Regions from separate parts of the Ovis aries genome. Here region 1 is linked to region 2. A link is a contact called in public Hi-C data. All regions are on one chromosome and are shown on one strand. The core of a region is the stretch at or near the end of the contact, and the rest is flanking DNA. Distances in the headings are between cores, read along the strand shown. Region 1 overlaps MXI1 (MAX interactor 1, dimerization protein). Region 2 has its middle 59 kb from the start of MXI1.

Region 1 (4,949 bases), core at 185-2,684, 160 kb before region 2:
AATTTCTCGTGTACTTGTAAGAGGATCAGTTTCAACGATGGTTCTCAGTTGGTCGTTATCAACTTCTGATGGCTGGCCACTGCGCTCCTCATCTTCAAGGCTCTCCTATTTTGCAAACCTTCTTAAACCATCATTGCACTGTAGGTTCATTAGAAGTTCCTGAGCCAAATGTGCTGTTGTGAGTTGTCTCTGTTGCTTTACAACCCATTTTGAACTCAAATAAGAAAATCGCTCAAATTGCTTTTTGTCTTAGTATTATTTCCATAGTCTAAAATATAAACAGCAAGTAATGAGTCATTAGCAAAAAAATAAAAGCATGAAATGCACGTTAAAATGAGTAAGAATGTATTCCGATGTCAAAAAAAAGTCAACAAGGCAGAATCGCAATTACTTCTGCACCAACCTAAGTTTCTTTGTGTGTGCCTTGAGCAGGGAAAAGCAGATCTGAGAAGAATGCTGGGCTTCTGGTAGTTGACAGCTGAACTTAACTAAAAATACCAAAGTTTGGATACTTAAGTCATCTTAGTTGCTGGAAAAAAAAAACCTGGCAGTTTACTTCCACCAAGCACTTGACCAGTTCATTTTTACAGAACCAGTACAGACTTGTTGCTGGAATTAAAATTGTAATTTGTTTCCCCAGTTAATTTTAAAGAGCACAGCTAAAGAAGCCATGGTTATGCTCACTTTAGCAAGATGCAGTGAATTTCTGACAACAGAAACAATTCAGGCTTGGAGGAAACACTTGACTTTAGAAAAGTAGTGTTGAAGTCTGAGATCCGCAGCTAGGCTAGTCTTTAATAGATGGTAATTGTCCAGTTGTTCATTGCCCAGAAGTATGCGGGAAGGAGGAGTAAATATCCGTTTGGTTCTTTTGCCCAGTGTTTCCCTCCAAAAGCACTGTCAAGTTTAGTTGACCTAGCTTTCAGAGTGAGTGTGATGAAGCTGCTAATTTAGAAACAATTGACTTCTTAAATTTGTATTATATACATTTTAGAGGTATGTTATGGCTTTTGTGTTTTTACAATGCTATTCTGTGCCCTAGTGTGAAAATCTAGAATATCCCAATTATTGTCCTACTGGTAAAGACTTTTAAAAGCATCCTTCATAGCTAGGAGCTTGAGAAAATAGAAAATTCCAAAATTATAGGAAGTTGGCAGAACTTTTAAAAGAGTTTCATTTTCATTTTAAGTCATTTCCTGTAATAATTGATTACTGTATGAAAAGGTAAAGGGCTTCCCAGGTGGCACTAGTGGTAAAGAATCCACCTGCCAGTGCAGGAGACAAAAGAGACTCTGGTTCAACCCCCTGGGTCAGATTATCTGGAGAAGGACATGGCAACCTGCTCTGGCATTCTTGCCTGGAAAATTCCATGGGCAGAGGAGCCTGGCAGGCTACAGTCCATGAGTCTGCAAACAGTCGGACACAACTGGGTTACTGAGCACAAAGGTAAAACAGAAGGAAGAACCGAAGCTGCCAACCAGTACTCTGTTTTGATCTACACGTATTTAAAAGAATCAGATGTATTCCATAAGAAAACTAGTTTCCTGTTAGATGTAGTACATAGGCCAATAAGATTCTTTTTCATGGTGAGACCAGCACTAAAATATTAACTGGGGCACTCAATTTATTATGCAGCAGTTACTATCAGTGTATAACATACTCAAACTCAGGTCCTTTTTTTTTTTTTAGGAAGACCAGGTAATCACTAAAACCAGTGATAACATGACTCTTACAAAGCTTTTATTTAAAAATTACTATGGGATGTCAAAATTTACGTCTTACAATGTATAACCTGCCACAGAATTTTGTGAAAATGAACCATTTTTAATAGCCTTTTTTGGGAAGACCCAGAGTCAGAATAACTATAAAGTTCAAGATTAAAGATGAAGAGATTAGAAGGTTGCATTCATCAGAGAAAGTAGAGGAGTATATACCTCTTAATCTAGGTGCTACAAGCCCCTAGATTGTGGGGGTGGGGTTGAATTACCTATATCAGTTTTAATCCTTCACAGTCTTTCAAAATAGAGGTAGTATTTTTAACAACTTTTTCAGGAGGAAACAGTCTCCATAAAGTAATTTAATAACTAGCCCAGCATCCTTAGCAAATGTTAGAACTGTTATTTAAATGTAGCCAAAACCCTTGTTCTATTATGCAATTTTTGGAAGGGCTACAGAATATTTTGAGGTGGAAGGATAATAGAAAAAGGACTTAAGTGGAAGAAAACAAACCCTTGAAAAACCCTTTACCAAGAAGGTAAACAGTTGGTAAACCTTTACCTAGAGGGTAAACAGTCAAGAGAAATGACCCAGGAAACCGTCCGTGTGGCCTTAGGTTTAGAAGCTTTGCCTCAGTAATTCTCACTGCCTTTTAAAATCCCTTCATAGTACTAAAAGCTGTTGTTGCTTCCCAGGTGGCACTAGTGGTAAAGAATCCACCTGAAAATGTGGGAGACGCAAGAGAAACTGGTTCAGTCCCTGGGTCAGGAAGATCCCCTGGAGGAGGAAATGGCAACCTACTCCGGTATTTTTGCCTGGGAAATCCCATAGACAGAGGAGCCTAGCAGGCAACAGTCCTTATGGTTGCAAAGTCAGCCATGACTGAGTGAGTGAGCACACATCACAGCATGCAGGTCTCTTATACAGGGGGCAGTGTTAACTCGGTTAGTGAGGGTTAAATGGTACCCTCCAGGCTGGTTTTCAATTTGAATAATAGTATATAGCCAAAGGGATGCCCTAAAAAGTTATTTGGAAAATAGATAATGATAAATGGCTTTGTGTCCTGCCCGAAGAAATTATTTGGTACATTAAACCATCTGCAGTTAGGTTACATGGAATTATCAGTCAAGAAGGTACCTGTTCTAAAACTATAGAACAAGAAATGGCAATGATTTTAAACTGCCATTAATTCTGACCACTGAAGTGTAGTATCAACATGGACACTGAAAGAGATTTGCCTCTCAAGGTGTGGATGTTCATATTTTTTCCTTCATAGAGAAGGGTGGTTCAAGAAGCACTCGGGTAGTCTTCATTCACAGTTTTTATTTCTTGCGGTTAACTTTTTGTATCTTCAAAGTCAGTTTGTCTTTTAAAAAATTAATACTTACTCATCGTACAGTCCATCCCCTTCCCCCAAAGAAAACAAATTCAGGGAAGGCGTAATTGATGGGGCAGTTGAAATAGGTCCTATAGGTTTGTGACAAAGGCTTCCCAGCCCACCATCCTGTACATATACAGCAAAATGGCATCGCCTCAAGTTCACCTAAATGAAGTCTGAAATTCCAGCCCTAGGCAAGTGATTCAAGTGAATGCCATGGGAATAACGAAACAGAAACTTTGTCACTGGCTTCCATTTACTTTCCATGGTAGTTAGCAGTCTTCAAACTGTCTCCCTTGGGAAAGTCAAAAGTAAGCATGTAGAGGAATATTTTGACTTGGCCAGGAGTAATTATAAATGAAACCAGAAATAATTTACTTGGGCCACAGAAACAAATTTCTTTGACCATGTTTTGCATTAAGTCCCCAGCACCTGAAGTAGCAAGTTCTAATAATGGGCTTCTAAAGGCATGCAGTTTTTCACACATCTACTTCAAAGAATTTCTTTCACTCAAACATACCACAGTCGAGGATAAGATATTTCTGGAGGCACAGGAAGAGCACAAGAACAAACAAGTATATGATGAGGCCTTGTGTATGACCAAGATGGTTCACTTCATATATAGAAACAGAGCTGTTAAAAGTGCTACTTACAAAGGATAGTTTTAACATACACACAACTCAACTGCACTGCTAAATATGGTTGTCTTTATTTTGTTTTTCCTTGCCCAGCCCTATCTAAACAAAATAAAACTACAGGACTGAAATTAACCCATTAAAATCAGCAATAAGTTATGAAAATCATAAAGCTTTTTTTTTCCTTTTTTAAGTAATTAAGGGTAGTTAAATTATTTAAAGTATACAAAGTCCAAAGAGTCAGGGTAAAGTGTCCAAGGCTTCCCAGGATAAGGGAGAGGGCCGGGGAGAACCTTGGAGCTTGAAAGACAAAGGGAACACATGACATCAAAGTGCAGGCTAGAAATTTCACTTAAAATAACATTTCTGAAAATATTGACAAGAGCAACAATAGCACCTGCACAATGGGGCTGTGAGGAAGGAGAGAGACTGCCTGTAGGAAAACGGAAGCAAATCTTTACATTAAAATGAGACAAGTGCCGAACTTAACTATGTTAACTATGATAGTGTGTCTACTATAGATAATCAGATGGTTAAGAGATGATAAAAGGTAATGATTCTAAAAACAAAAACAGCACTGACCTTTTTTCTACTTAGCCCAGACCTCATTCATTTTGTGCACTATAAAGAGTGAGGTGTGAGGTGTTTTATCATTATCAAATGCTGCATCAAAATAGATGATTTTTTTTCCCATGTGTTTTACACTATAAAAGACGTCTATGTATTTTATGGACAAGCTTTAAAAAGATGTCATTTTGGTTTTCAACACATACAAACAGTTATCAAAATCTGAAATAAAAATGCTGCCGTGGCTCAGACCTTGGCCTGCTAATCTGCGTGTACAACTTTCTGGCCCACGCAGACAGAGAGGCACGTGGAGCTTTTTCCTTCTGGCCCCTCAATCCGAAATCAGGCCCTGTGTGGTAGACGCTGTCACACACACGGACTGCCCCATGTGCCCAAGGGCCTAAGGGCGGCTGACTGTAGAGCTGGCGATTGGGTGCCCTAGTGCTAACAATGCAGGATAAGGTTAGCTTGCTTAGCATGGAATCCAACAGAAAGCTGAGCTGCATGATGATCCCTTTCAAAAGGCTTCATGGGAGTCTCTCCTTTTGCAGAGCATGAAATGAGTTTTTTTTTTTTTCCTTTTTATAAAGAATTGATCATCCACAGGCTTCATGGTAAGCTGTCCTAGGCTGTTTTAATAGCTTTTTAGCTAT
Region 2 (5,218 bases), core at 2,313-4,812:
CCCAGAACCCTGTATAATGTAATAGTTTATTAATTAATGTCTGCTGTCCCCAGAGATCCATGTAAGTGAAAAAGATGAATAAAATAATAATTATCCTTGGGAATCAAAGACAGTAAAGGAATAAGCTCTCAACTTTGATTATGTAGGTTTCAATCCCGGCTTTTGCCACCTTAGGCATCTTCTCTAAAGCCAGTTTTCTCATCTGTAAAATGGGGGATAATAGTATTTATCTGGAGGTTTGCAGTAGTAAATTAATGCATCCATTTAAAGCACACAATGCTCAGTAAATCCAAGCTATTACACTTTACCCAGGGAGTTTATAATGTGCCAACAACTTCTATCAATGACAGCAGCCTTCAGTTAAACAATCTGCAGAGATTCAATGGGCAATATTGGGCAATACATGCATTAAAAAACCACGCTGCTGATCAGGACACAGTGACTGTATCACTGTTAATTTAGTAGCACACCTGTAGTAGTGTTTGCTAAGAAAAGACCAACACCCAGTCTTCTTTTCTATACAGATCCTCTAAGTTGTCCTCAGGTTCCTAAACGAAACTATATTGTGTATGTGCACAGGACGCTCTCCCCTACTCTGAGTTAGTGACTGCCGTGGGGCTGCCCAGGCAGTCTGTCTTGGGTTAACTCTTCCTCACCTAGAAGCCAATTTGGCCACGAGAGAGACAGCCTGGGGAAGGCTTCTCTGTTATTGCTGCAAGTTCTAACACTTGATTTTTCTACCAACTGTCAAGAGGGCTGCATTTGGTGAATAATCTGCAGAGTGAGAAACAGACTTGGAGTTTGAATCCTGGATCTACCACTTACTATGTAATGATATTAAACAATGTATCAGCTTCTCTCTAAACCTCAGGTTCCCTTCAGTGCAGGAAAGGGAATTAAGATAATGTCATAAAACATGCCAGACAATGCCTACCTATGGTGGGTGGGCACTTGGTAAACTGTAGCAATCATCTGCTGTGCAGATCAAACTAGTGACTCCAACCATGGTTTTAACTTCAAGCCCCTTCCTGATTTTGGCTATTTAAGATACACAAGAACATGTTTTGCTATGTACATATTGTTAAGATGACATCCACATGAACAATAGTGTCCATCATAAGCAACAAAAATTCAGCATCTATGTTCGATGAAGCATGGTAGAGGACAAAAAGAAGGTATAACCTCTGCTTTCCCATAGTTCATAATCTTGCAGGGGGAATATACAACAATGTTAATTTAAGACAGACTGAGATAAGTATGACCTTAAAGTGCCATTGGAGTCTGATAAAAAAGGAAGTTATTTTGATGAGAGTAACATGCTTCATCAATGGGGCCAGGTGGAGGATGTCTGGAAAGTTAGGAAGACACCGGAGAGGCTGCAAGCCTTCTGCTAGGTAAGCAGGTTAAGGGAGACGGGTGTGAAGAGATTCTGTTTGCCAGGGAGCAGGAACAGATGTTCTATGGACAGACAGCTCCTGGAGTAGAGGACAGAATGATTTAAACAGAGGATGATGACAGGCCTGAAGTTTGACAGGTAAGGGCCCAAGGAAGTCTTCCTCTTAGCAGCAGCGGGGAGGAGTGGACTGAGCGATCATTCTTCGGGCAAGTGTGGCGAGACAAATCGGTGAGGCCTCCTGGCCCAGGGCAGAAGGTTGTTACCCATCACCCAAGAGCCTGGGGATACACCACGTAGAATCAAGGTTCTGCTCACCTAAAATCATAGCCTCATTTACTCCAGGAGGAGAAATACAGACCACCCTCTGATTCTCTTCTCTCCAATTACTAGTACTGTTTTTAAAGTGTATGTATATGTTTATGTATTTGTCTGAGCCAGGTCTTATTTGCAGCTCACGGAAACTTTGATCTTCATTGTAGCATGTGGGATCTAGTTCCCTGATCAGGGATCTGCATTGGGAGGACAGAGTCTTAGCCACTGGACCATCAGGGAAATCCTCAATTACCAGCACTCTTGATGAGTGGCTTATACTGACTTCCAGAAGGGGGCCAGATTTGTCACTAGAGCTTCGAAAAACACAGGGCCATTCTGACAGCTAGTGTTTTGGTAGTGCTTGGCCCTTGTCCCCCCCCCAGGTAGGTTCTAGGGTGAAATATTAATAACCTGTCCTGGCTGCCCCGCTGAGTCTGTTATCACGGGGCTGCTTCCATCGTGAACTTCAGGCCAGGCCCCTTCCTGTCTCTGCAGCACTCCTCGCCCCCACTGGCTGGAGCCACCAGGCTGTGGGCTTCAGGACTGGTCCTGATGAGACAGGAAGAGCTAAGGTGGCTCTGGGACTCAGCAAGAAGTCACGCCTGTTTGCAGGCCAGTCATGACCTTGTGTCTTGGCTCTGATCACTGATTTGCTCCTCGGACCCTAGCCATTACCGTGTACCTCAGCTCTGATCACAGGATCCCTGTCTGTCATTTTCCTTCCATCTGAGTTTCTGTTCTGAAGAACTATACTAAGACCCCCTAAGCCTAAGGTCCTTCCCCGATCTTGCCATTGCCCCACAGGAAGTGGAGGAAGCACTGCTCTTAAAGCTCAGCCCCTGGGCTGGGGCTCCTACGCGAGCTACCCGGTTCCTGCGGTCCTGTTCTGCTCCAGGTTCCTAACTGGGACTTAACTTCCTGGATACAGACCACTGTACCAGATTGTGCTTTTGGTCGACTGCCACGTCCTCCGGATTCCATGCTTCACCCGCTGGGCTGCACTTCCTACTACCTGCTTCAGCTCAAGCTGCTGCCCCAATGCCCGGCTTTGCTCAGTGAGTGGGGAGAATTCCAGAGCTTGCCCCACCCAGTCTCCCCTGTTCTTCTGCAGTTAACTGAGCCATGCTCAGCCTGACTTCAGCAAGGGTATGTGCATGTACTCTTGCTCATTGTTAACCTAAAGGTCAAAATGGAGACAGGAGACCATACCCATACGAAGTTATTTCACATACTTGGTTCTATCATATAAAATTACCTAAAAGATTATTTTAAAAATGAAACACAATTATCACACACAACGTATTTTAAAGGGCTTAATGGGCTTCACCTGGTGGCTCAGACGGTAAAGAATCTGCTTGCAATGCAGGAGACCTGGGTTTGATCCCTGGGTTGGGACGATTCCCTGGAGAAAGGAATGGCTACCCATTCCAATATTCTTGCCTGGAGAATCCCATGGACAGAGGAGCCTGGTGGGTTGCAGTCTATAGGGTTGCAAAAAGTTGGACATGGCTGAGTGACTAACACAGATCGAAACATCCAAGTGCAGCGGGAGCTTCACCCCTCCCCTCTTTCCCTCTCCTCCTCCCAGCACCATGGCCTGGTGCAGAATACTTGGAATACATTTTGGTTTGTCTTAATAGCCTCAAATGACCTTCATTTCAGTTGTAACAATTGAAGCCAACATTTCCAAAATAGAAATCAGATAAGAAGTAATGTTTAACCTTGTTAGCCCAGTAAACACCTTTGGAAGAGTAGGCCTGTGCCTGCCAGCAAGTTGGCTATATCTACATGTTCTCTCATAAAACTGAGGAGGTCACCTACTCTAAAGTCAAAGTCTGCCCAACCAGCCACCACTGAAATCCAGCCCCCAGAGCATTACTCAACAGGAAAGGGGTGAGTTATAGAGTACTGCAACGACTTCCTCCATAGCTCCTGCTCAGCAAGAATCTTCTGAAGCTATTGCTCTTGGAAAAAACAATTAGTTTAGATCCTGCTTATAAAACAATAGTGCTCGTACATGAAGTAAGGACACACGCTAGTCTGGCAACTCACTGGAAAGCGTCTGGCAGCACCGCAGTCTGAGGTCCAGGCTGGACTGTCAGGGTTTTTTTTTTGTTTAACCCAGAAAATATAATTTAAGTCAAGAGGACCAGTGGGAAATCCACAGAACAGTCTGCCCCTTATAACCACACCACTTCCTCATTTCCATTCCCGTCTGTTAGGATATTACTGCTTTGGAAAAGTCTTTTTTTCTTGAAAAATCTCAAGTCTAAATATCAGCCCAATAGGACATTCTTTGGTCTAAGAAGTCCAATAACTAACACTCCAAATTGGTCCTTCCTCAGGGCTCATTCTACTGACCCTTTGGAGTGAAAGTCGAATATAAAAGGACAAACAATGCGGAAAAATCTTGTCTATAACAGTTTGAAATAATATGTAGTACAGACTCTTATATAAGACAATATTTTTTACTCATTGTTTGTCTATTATTTTAAAAGCATATTAAACATTTTAGAATCACTTCTTAGAAATTTATTATTACTTTTGTGTTTAAAAGCAAGTTTATTTAGAGAGGTACACATTCCACAGGCAGAATCCAGTCCGATTCAGAAGGCGAGAGCCTGAATGACTTCTTAGAAAAATAATTTTTTATTTTTGAACATCCAAACTGGATTAATAAAATCAATGCTATTGATTTTAAGATATAGAGATTAGCCAGGAACTAGTATTTTGCCTAGAGATAGGAGTTACTCGGGACTGAAAATAAGGAATTTTCTTTTTTATTTTTTTACTATTACAAGCAAGGTCAGCACTGGCCCAAGAATGACAGAACCTAAAGCAGTTTGTGCAGAAATAATCAGTAACGTTCACCATTGCTTCATTATCAAGACTTAACCAACTATAAATTATACAGGCTTTAAAAATAACTGTTAACTGGAGACATGTCCACCTGTCTGCTAGATTAAGACATATAACATTTGCTATGGAAGGAATATTAAAACATATCAGTTTGTCATTTCAGGTATAAATGGCATTTAAATATCACAGGTTGTAGTAGGAAAGCAATCAGTATCTTAACTCACTTGAGAGGAAACACAGGAGTGTCACAGAGCATCTGACTGACTTGGAATTTTAGGAAAAACAATTATTGATAAATAATACATGAGCTCTGTTCTGCAATATGTTTCTCTTAACTTTTCCTATTATAAAGTCCTATGCATTAATTTGCAGGGAATTTTAGATACTGTTTATTTATCTGTTCCTAGGTTATGATCCAATGGGCTTCCAAGGGAGACTGCGGTATAGCAGACAAGCGTGAGACGCAGACTTGAAGATCTGTGCTTGGATCCTGGCTGAGTCGTCTCTGAACGACTAGTGTTAGGCAAGTGCAATTTCTCTGGAAGACTAATTCTTCCTAAGTCAGAACAAGATAACTAGGCTGTAAGGAATGCATGAAGTAATTCAGTGTTTATAAACTTTCCTCAACCTTTTTCTGACAAAGGTCCATCT

Evidence for each region. Hi-C and Micro-C count contacts between places; a contact is called where the count stands out from the background.
Region 1: a contact with region 2 is called in a Hi-C map of liver, with 4 times the contacts expected there. The contact joins two enhancer-like sites. A contact is called at or near these places in 14 of 16 Hi-C or Micro-C datasets (blood, hypothalamus, liver and 7 more).

What each region holds. Positions count from the first base shown.
Region 1 is chr22:30,402,491-30,407,439 of ARS-UI_Ramb_v3.0, reverse strand. MXI1 (MAX interactor 1, dimerization protein) reads right to left here. Exons shown (of 6, transcript XM_027960481.3): 6 at 1-4,949. Among named protein-coding and RNA genes, the nearest start is that of SMNDC1, 16 kb to the left of the region's middle. Within about 2 kb of position 1,434, at least 2 of the 54 cell types and tissues checked have an H3K27ac peak or open chromatin away from gene starts, as enhancers often do. A contact at or near this core is called in liver, where this site is marked.
Region 2 is chr22:30,248,910-30,254,127 of ARS-UI_Ramb_v3.0, reverse strand. No RefSeq gene overlaps it. Among named protein-coding and RNA genes, the nearest start is that of MXI1, 59 kb to the left of the region's middle. Within about 2 kb of position 3,562, at least 6 of the 54 cell types and tissues checked have an H3K27ac peak or open chromatin away from gene starts, as enhancers often do. A contact at or near this core is called in liver, where this site is marked.